3 separate regions of the Mus musculus genome follow, and all the other regions are linked to region 1. A link is a contact called in public HiChIP or PLAC-seq and promoter capture Hi-C data. All regions are on one chromosome and are shown on one strand. Each heading gives the region's core, a stretch centred on a gene start, on an enhancer-like site or on the middle of the called end of the contact. The rest is flanking DNA. Distances are from core to core; before and after follow the strand shown. Region 1 holds the start of Tnfsf12 (tumor necrosis factor (ligand) superfamily, member 12). Region 2 holds the start of Cntrob (centrobin, centrosomal BRCA2 interacting protein). Region 3 holds the start of Cldn7 (claudin 7).

Region 1 (2,844 bases), core at 144-2,643:
AAAGAATCTTGTTACTGAGACTGGGACATAGGGACAGATGCTCACCACTTCTTCGAGGCCGGACTAGTTGTTCCAAGAAAGGTACCACATCCTGGCTTTCCTCTGTCTGGGGATTCAGTTCCTAGAGGAATTAAGGGCAGGGTTCAAACAGGACCTCCCAGAGACAAACAAGCAAAGAGCCTGTCAGAAGAACCATCAGCCAGTAACAGACACAAAACCTGGGAGGTTAGGGGTTGGCCAAACTGGAGAGTGAGGCTCAGCCCCAATCAACAACCTGCAGTCTACTCACACACACACACACGCACACGCACACGCACACGCACACGCACACGCACACACACACACCTGCACAGGATCTCAGGAAGGTGGGGCAGAGACAGACAGCATGTATGCATAGGTGATACATTATCATTCTCTGGTATCTGGTTCAGACGTCACAGCCAATCAGCACTTTCCACTCGGGCAGCACAACTCTCACCTTGGTAAAGTTGCCCCCTTATATCCAGATCACCCTCTTGTACACACCGACATACCCACGTGGGCTGGTTCACTCCGCACACTCAGTCTTAAACTAGTGCCAGCTGGAGTCTCCCTGCACACACCTCACACAACTGTCACAGCAAGCCAACGCTCAGTTTAGACACATTTTCCATGCTGGCATCCCGAACGCAGCATCCACACCTACTCACAGGGGGCTCCCGGCGGTCCTCTGCTGTCAGCTCCTCCTGAGAAGGCTCCTGCTGGGAAGGAGGCAGCGTCACCCTGTCCTTCTGACATCTCATCCTCCACCCCTTCTCCGATCCCCTGGCCCTCTGCCCACCCGGCCCCCATCTGCTTCTCTGCACTTTCTGCTCCTAAGATACCCAGAAAGGGGTATGCTGAGGGCCTCACCTGGGCAGACAGCGTTGCCCAGCTCCCCAGGCTGACCACGACCAGCAGGAGGCCAAGGCAGGCCAGCGCCAGGCCCAGGCTCAGCACCAGCGGGGCCAGCAGGGCGGTGCCCGGCTCCCCCCGGCGCCCCCTCCGCCTCTGGCTCCGACGGGCGGCCATGGGGGCGGGGGGCTGTGCCTGCCTCACCGCCCCCCCATCCCGGGACCCGAGGGATGGGGAGGGGGAGCTGGTGGGCGGATCGGGCCAGGGGAGAGGGAGGGACCAGGGAAGCGGGCCGGAGGGGGGGCGGATGAGGACAGGAAGCCGGACACTGTTTGTGTGATTAAACTCCAACCTCCCCGGAGTGCTGTGCAAGAAGTAAGAGACGTCCTGCGCCCGGGCGCGTGCAGGCAGGCGACCGCAGTGGCACTCCAGACCAAGAACTCTGAGGGCCAGTGAAAGCAGAAGTGGACAGGCACCCACCCAGGCCAGTGTGCCAGGGATGGGACGCGGGCCCTGGCCCCAGGAACTCAGCACCGCCCCAGTATGTTGAGCCCTCCCACGGCAATCATTAATCATGAAAATGCCCCCAAAGGGCTTGCCTATAGGCCAATCTGATGGACTCAGTTTCTGAGTTGAGATTCCCTCTTCCAGAATTCCCCCCAACTTGTTTCAAGTCTGCTAATTACCTCCTTCCCAGCATAGGTTATTTTTTCAGCTCATCCTGGTTTGGGTTTTGTTGTTGTTGTTCTTTTTGTTTGGTTTTGGGTGTTTTTTTGTTTTTTTGGTTTTTTTGGTTTTTGAAGACAGGGTTTCTCTGTGTAGCCCTGGCTGTCCTGGAACTCACTCTGTAGACCAGGCTGGCCTCGAACTCAGAAAGATCCCCCTGCCTCTGCCTCCTGAGTGCTGGGATTAATGCACCCTGGAGGCATGGATCACCACCTCTGCAATAAAGAATATGTTTTTAAAAGATAGTTTGTGGGCTGGTGAGATGGCTCAGTGGGTAAGAGCACCTGACTGCTCTTCTGAAGGTCAGGAGTTCAAATCCCAGCAACCACATGGTGGCTCACAACCATCCATAACGACCATAACGAGATCTCTTCTGGAGTGTCTGAAGACAGCTACAGTGTACTTACATATAAATAAATAAATCTTTAAAAAAAAAAAAGATAGTTTGTAAAGTTGTTTATGTGTACAGTGTGCAGCTATCTGAGCAGGAGGCCAGAGACAGCTGCCTCACTAGCTCTGCCCCTTGTTTTAGGGGAGATGGTGTGGTGACAATTCTGAAATTTTGTTTTTGTTGTTGTTTGGTTGTTTGGTTTTGTGGTTTTTGTTTGTTTTTTGTTTTTCTCAAGACAGGGTTTCTCTATGTAGCCCTGGCTATCCTGGAATTCACTTTGTAGACCAGGCTGCCCTTGAACTCAGAAATCCACCTGTCTTTGCCTCCTGAGTGCTAGGATTAAAGGTGTGTGCCACTACTGCCCAGCCCTGAGGAGAGTTTTTTGTTTTGTTTTGTTTTGCTTTTTGTTCTTTCAAGACTGGGTTTCTCTGTATAGCCCTGGCTGTCCTGGAACTCACTCTGTAGACCAGGCCTCAACTCAGAAATCCACCTGCCTCTGCCTCCCCAGTGCTGGGATTAAAGGTGTGTGCCACCAGGCCCGGCTGTCCTTTTTCTTCTATCTAATGATAGGAGGTGAGACACAGGGTGTGGGGTAATAAAAGGTGGGAAAGCACTTGGGAAACAGAGGCAGGCGAATTTCTGAGTTTGAGGCCAGCCTGTTCTATACAGTGTGTTCTAGGACAGCCAGGGCTACACAGAGAAACCCTGTCTCGAAGAAGAAGAAAAAATAAAAGTGGGGAAAAGAACCTATAAAGCAGCAAAGACCAACTACAAGCAGAGAAGAAACAAGAAGAAAGACATTAGATTCAAGGATCATCAACTCTCTCTCTCCCCTCCCCCACCCTCACCTCCGC
Region 2 (2,844 bases), core at 175-2,674, 370 kb before region 1:
CAAACAAAAACATGCAAAAACAAAGCAAAACCCTAGGAACCGTCATAACTTCCCAAATTATAGGTTTATGCCATTCCCTCAAAAGTATCTTCTGTGAGAAAAAAGCATGAAAGCCCTGTGTGCTTGGAGGAGATCGTTTAAATCTAATTAATAGACGCAAGCCACAGCAAAGCTAACCTGAAAGCCCAGGAACCTAATGCTTTCTAACACCCGAGAGATCTCCAAGACGCACCTCTCTCACCTTTTTCTTCAAGTTGTTTTCCAATCCAACGGACAAGCTGCGACTCAGTTCTTGAGCCAAGCTGTCTAAGCCCTCGTTAGGAGGTGAGGAGGTGGGAGCTAGATACAGCTGGGCCCGGGCCGTGGCCTCAGCTTGGCGGCTGAGATGCAAAGAAGTATACAGTTGGGAGGTCACCTCGGAGGACACCTGGTTCAACCCAGGAGGCTCTGACGAATCGCTCAGGAGGTCCTCAGGTCGGAGAGGAGAACTGGGACTGGGGGCTGCTGTCGCCATGTACAGTGAAGAGACAACTGGACTCAGCAGGGGACTGGGAACTCCTGCCTCAGTTCTGAGAGGGGTCCAAACTTGTGGATAAGTTCACAAAGAAGAAAGATTTGGAAGGGAGGAAGACACTTTGGGTCCTCAACAAATGAGCTTTCTGGTTAGAGGAGTGTCCACTGACTCCAGAGACCATGGAGAGGGCAAACACATTCTTTCTCCCAACTCCTGGGAACGGTTAAAAGCGGATGTGCAAGGCAGAAAGTCAGGGGAATGGTCAGAAGACCTGCATGCAGGGAGACAGAACCGCTGCAGTTCCTTCCTCCTAACTAGGGTCCTGGAAATTGCAAATCAGTTTCGGCACGGGTTAACCATGGTTAGCTTTTTTTTTTCCCCACACTCAAAATGTGCAAACTGAAACAGACCTCAAACCAAAGCTGGCCCAATGTATGTCCCCCAATTGGTTTTAGTGAAGAAAGAGGCAAGACTTCAATGCCACAACACCCCCGTTTCGCCCTTTCTTCACCTGTCCCACCCAGAGTCGACTTCCTCGGATTTCCCCTCTAATCCTTCCTGATAAAAAAAAAGCCACAGCAGAGGTCCATAGAATTCCTCCCTATCCCACCCTAAGAAATCTCAATAAAAGGGGCGCGCGCGCGCACAGACATACACCCGGCAACCAGCCGCCTGGTATTCTCTACCGCAACCACCTGGCTCCGACTACTCTGAGCATGTCGGCCCTGGTTTCCCAAGATGAGGAGGACTGTCCCCCAAGCCCCATAACCTCCACAGAGAAAGACCAAAGGCCAACCTCCCTAGCGCGACACTAGCTTGCAAAACCGTTGGCAGCCTCCCGCCCACCGCTTGCAATCCCGCCTCCAACCGAATTACGTCACCCGCCCGCGAGACCAAGCTCCCCGCACATCACTGGGCTTCAGAGGCCCGGGAACGTGGGCACGCATGCGCGCGGCATCGGCGACCACGGATTGGCTTCAGGAGGGAGGCGGAGTCTAGTAAGACTATCGGGGCGGAGTTAAGGGTTCTTGAGGTTGCCGCTTACGACCCAGCTGGGCTTTATAAACCGGAAGTAGCTTGTCACCCTCTTTCAGAGCAATTCCGGTGAGTCCGGGGGTGGGGTTCCCACCTGGCTGAAGAATCAGGTTCTAGAGAGTTGGGTACCAGCCACTGAGCGAGGCTCTTTATCTTGCAGATGACTGTCCACAATCTGTACCTTTTTGACCGGAATGGAGTGTGTCTACACTACAGCGAGTGGCACCGCAAGAAGCAAGCAGGGATCCCTAAGGAAGAGGTGATCGGAGGGTCCCAGCGAATCCCCAAATGCACATAGTCCCAGTCCAGTCCTCTTCCTCCAAATCCCAAGTCCTTCCTATTCCCATCCTGTCCCCCCTCCATAACCGAGATCTAATTCTACCACCTCTCCCTCCAGGAGTACAAGCTGATGTATGGAATGCTCTTCTCCATTCGTTCGTTTGTCAGCAAGATGTCCCCGCTAGACATGTACGGTGGTTTTAGAGGGGTGTTGAAGGGAGGGCTAGCTAGCCAGCCTTGGGAACAGGAGATATTGTTTTGGAATGGAAGTGGCGTGTGGCCCCAAAGAGGGGAGGGTGTGTTTTAGAGAGGCTGAATCTGGATCGAGAATCTTGAAGCTGGCAGGAGCGGATACAGGAATGGTCTGAAAGTGGGGAGAGAGTGAAGGCAGTTGCAATTACATCGGGGGTGGGGATGACCGGAGGTGTTTTTACTCAATGAACCTGCTACAAACTATCTATATGAATAGGAAGGAGTTGACCTTGAGGGCATCACAAATATTTCTTTGGGAGTGATTTCACTCCTGTCTGAATACTCATTTCTGCAGGAAGGATGGCTTTCTGTCTTTCCAAACTAGCCGTTACAAACTCCATTACTACGAGACTCCCACTGGAATCAAGGTTGTCATGAATACTGACTTGGGCGTGGGCCCTATCCGAGATGTTCTACACCATATCTACAGTGCGGTCAGTGTCAGTAGAGGAACCCTTTTCCTCCTAGAGCCCTAGGAGTCCCTCGGGTTTTCTGCCCTTATCCTTCTGTATCACATCCCTGTTGAACTCAGTTTTCTCCAGAGCCTTTAGCTCCTTAAACAGTAATAGCTTCTCTAAGGGAGAGCTTGTGCAGGTTTTTGGGTTTTTTTTTTATAAATGATGTATTTCTTATTTTAATTATATGTATTGTGTAGAGGGTATGTGTGCACATGAGCACAAGTGTCTGTGGAGGACAGATCCTCTGGAGAATTACAGGCAGTTGTGAGCTGACCAACATGGGTGCTAGGCTCTGACTAACCTCTG
Region 3 (2,844 bases), core at 198-2,697, 270 kb after region 1:
AAAACACCAGTGCACATAAACGTAAATAAAAAACCAAAAAACTAGCAAAAGGAAGAAAGACCTGTGAAGGTCTGAGAGGTGGAAGGAGGTTGTAGGAGAGGTAGACTGGAAGAAAGAACTAGAAAGAGTTCAGGGGGGCAGTGATGGACACACTGGGCTACTGGGCTCCAAGGGTCTGGAGGGAGCAACCTTAGTCTGGAAGTGTGTGTGTGTGTGTGTGTGTGTGTGTGTGTGTGTGTGTGTGTGTTGGGGGGGGTGAATAAAAATGCAGAAGGCAGGAAAAGGGGAAAGATAAATGAGAACCTTAGAAGCCAAGCTGGGAGGAAGGATGGTCAAAGTTCTGGGAAAGCTGGAAGGAGTGGAGGCTGAGCTAGGCTTTCTATTTTTTTTTTTAAGATTTTATTATTATATTTAAATACACTGTAGCTGTCTTCAGACACACCAGAAGAGGGTGTCAAGATCTCATTATGGATGGTTGTGAGCCACCATGTGTTTACTGGGACTTGAACTCAGGACCTTTGGAAGAGCAGTCAGTGCTCTTAACCCCTGAGCCATCTCCCCAGCCTTAAGCTAGACTTTCTAAGGGATGAATTAAGATGCTAGAGTGGGTCGGAGGGCACCGAAAGGGCACACAAACAGGTCCCCGGAAGCTCAGAATGAAGGAAAGAGAAAGTGTGTGGATGGAGAAGGAAGTGAGGAAAATGAAGGTAAACCAGAAATGACAACCTGGGGAGGGGAATGTTGGGCGTGTCGTGTCAGACTCTCTGACCTAGGTCTTACCCTTCTCCCCACCCTCGGAAAACTCCTTCGGGTAGAAGGAGCCTCTATGTTGGAGGAGACACTGACAGGCTCAGGTGCTAAGTCCTGTACCTACCTGGTCCTGGGACCAGGCCTGTGGGAGGACTGTCGGAGAGCCGTGTCTTGTGGAGGGCTTGAGCGGTGAAGCGGTAGGTTGCTAGACTGTCTGAGAGTAGAAATTCCTAGAAGGGTGCATGCAGCACGGGTGATTTTACCGTAATGGGTTAGGGCCCCTGATGATGAGACAGGCCTTGGTAGGAGACTAAAGAAAAAAAGAGCTGAGAGTGGAGACGAAAGTCGGGCTGGACAAGTGGCACGCGCCGAAACCTGCAGGGGAAGGATGGCGAGGAGCCTTTCCAGGGGCGTCTGAGGGTACTGGCTCCGCAGCGACCCAGGCGCACCTGTATGGAAAGGAGAGGAAGGGGCCACTTGGAGTCTGCAGGGCAGACTCCGACCCCAGGGACTTCTGAGAAGCCGTCGCCTATTTCCCATCAACGGTTAGAGCCAGGCAAATGAAGGGGCGTGACCCTGGAGCTCAGGTTTCTTCCTCTTCACCTGGACGAGGAGGGGGTAGGGGCCAAGACTTCCGGTTCAGGTGAGTGTCCCTTCAGTGACGTCAGGTCACTCGACTGCCCCTCTGGTCCCGCCCAAGTTGCAGCGCTCCGGGTGCCTGCGGGGGCGCGTCCCCGACGTCCTGCATATATATACTCAGGTGCGCCGCACCTGCTCGCCCGCACCTGCCGCCGCACCGCCAGCTCCCTGTGCCGCGCACCGCAGCCTGGGGCCCAAGGGCCCGCATACTTTCTGGGGGCCACGCCCTAACGGCCCCTCCACTTCTTTGGGTAGTCTCGGAGCACGCCGGTAGGAACCGCCCGGCCTTCGGGGACCGCTTTTGTCTGGAACCAGTCCTTCGGGCGAAGCCGGTTCCCTCTGCTGTGAGAGTGTCGCTTCACCGGAGGGGACGATTTGTGTTTACCTCGGTTAACAAGATTTGTAGTTACCCGGTCCAAAAAAAAATCTTTTTCTCCTTTGGGTGACTTAAATCTCTATCCAAATTTTCTTGTGTTGCTGCTCCCCGGATTTTTGTTTTTTTGTTTTTTTGCTTTACTGTAGGGTCGCCCTCCCGGCGCGTCCCGTCTTTTCTGAGACAAGGAAATGGCCAACTCGGGCCTGCAACTGCTGGGCTTTTCAATGGCCATGCTTGGCTGGGTGGGCCTGATAGCGAGCACTGCCATCCCTCAGTGGCAGATGAGCTCCTATGCGGGCGACAACATCATCACAGCCCAGGCCATGTACAAGGGGCTCTGGATGGAGTGCGTCACGCAGAGCACCGGCATGATGAGCTGCAAAATGTACGACTCGGTGCTCGCCCTGCCGGGTAAGGCCGTGGGACCGACGGGGCGGACGTGCCCAGGGTCAAGGTGGCCGGGTTGGGTGTGGGGCAGGGCCCAGGCCGCACTGCCCGGCGCCCGGGGTTGCCAGGGAGGAGGAAGTGGACGCCTTGGGCTCAGTCGGTGGGACAGAGAGAGAGCGTGCCTGGGATCTGATCTGGGTGTCCCACGTGGGTCCACGCCCCTCTGCCCAGATTTTTTTTGGGGGGGTTTCCTGGGCGAAGCACCCCCCAACCCCTGGCAGTCAGTGGTCTCTCTCTTCCCCTGCTTCTTTCTCTGGACAAAAGGAGAAGAGGGACGGAGGTTCTCAGGGCCGCGGAATCGTGCCCTCGTTAGACGTGGGACCGTACTTGTGGCCTCTAATCTTATCGGCCGATTAGCTGAAGCCACAAACTCGGTGGCCTCGATAGCGGGGCCAAAGCTAGGACACGCGCCGGCTGGTGTGGCTGGAGCGAGGGCCTTAGCCGCCACCTGCACTTCTCTTTCGCCCCCTTTCTCCCTTCCCCCCTACCTGGAACGGTTTCATCGAAACCTTGGCGCCCCGGGCGGGTTCTGGAGCGCAGGGCGGGGCGGGGAGCGGAAAGGACTTGGTGGCGGGATGGGGGCGGGAACCGTCTGCACAAGGCCTGCCTTGGACTAGGGGGCCCCAGGCTGC

The links. HiChIP or PLAC-seq counts read pairs in DNA pulled down with a chosen protein or histone mark. Capture Hi-C pulls out chosen DNA fragments and counts their contacts.
Region 2: a contact with region 1 is called in a FOXA1 HiChIP or PLAC-seq map of pancreatic cancer cells. The contact joins the promoter of Cntrob here to the promoter of Tnfsf12 in region 1. A contact is called at or near these places in 1 of 39 promoter capture datasets (cranial neural crest) and 1 of 115 datasets of contacts at active chromatin or transcription factors (pancreatic cancer cells).
Region 3: a contact with region 1 is called in a promoter capture Hi-C map of liver. The contact joins the promoter of Cldn7 here to the promoter of Tnfsf12 in region 1. A contact is called at or near these places in 9 of 39 promoter capture datasets (the C10 cell line, HPC-7-derived erythroid cells, cranial neural crest and 6 more), 2 of 484 Hi-C or Micro-C datasets (the G1E-ER4 cell line and bone marrow-derived macrophages), 9 of 115 datasets of contacts at active chromatin or transcription factors (bone marrow-derived macrophages, craniofacial prominence, embryonic basal ganglia and 6 more) and 3 of 9 other capture datasets (adipose tissue, liver and pancreatic islet).

The regions. Positions count from the first base shown.
Region 1 is chr11:69,694,705-69,697,548 of GRCm38.p6, forward strand. It overlaps Tnfsf12 (tumor necrosis factor (ligand) superfamily, member 12), which reads right to left and starts at 1,394. Exons shown (of 7, transcript NM_011614.3): 1 at 892-1,394; 2 at 690-737; 3 at 46-121. The coding sequence starts at 1,050. Tnfsfm13 (tumor necrosis factor (ligand) superfamily, membrane-bound member 13) reads right to left here and starts at 1,394. Exons shown (of 13, transcript NM_001159503.2): 1 at 892-1,394; 2 at 690-737; 3 at 46-121. The coding sequence starts at 1,050.
Region 2 is chr11:69,322,449-69,325,292 of GRCm38.p6, forward strand. It overlaps Cntrob (centrobin, centrosomal BRCA2 interacting protein), which reads right to left and starts at 1,425. Exons shown (of 19, transcript NM_172560.3): 1 at 242-1,425. The coding sequence starts at 514. Trappc1 (trafficking protein particle complex 1) reads left to right here and starts at 1,538. Exons shown (of 5, transcript NM_001024206.2): 1 at 1,538-1,618; 2 at 1,710-1,808; 3 at 1,947-2,017; 4 at 2,376-2,514. The coding sequence starts at 1,710.
Region 3 is chr11:69,963,974-69,966,817 of GRCm38.p6, forward strand. Cldn7 (claudin 7) reads left to right here and starts at 1,448. Exons shown (of 4, transcript NM_016887.6): 1 at 1,448-2,176. The coding sequence starts at 1,954.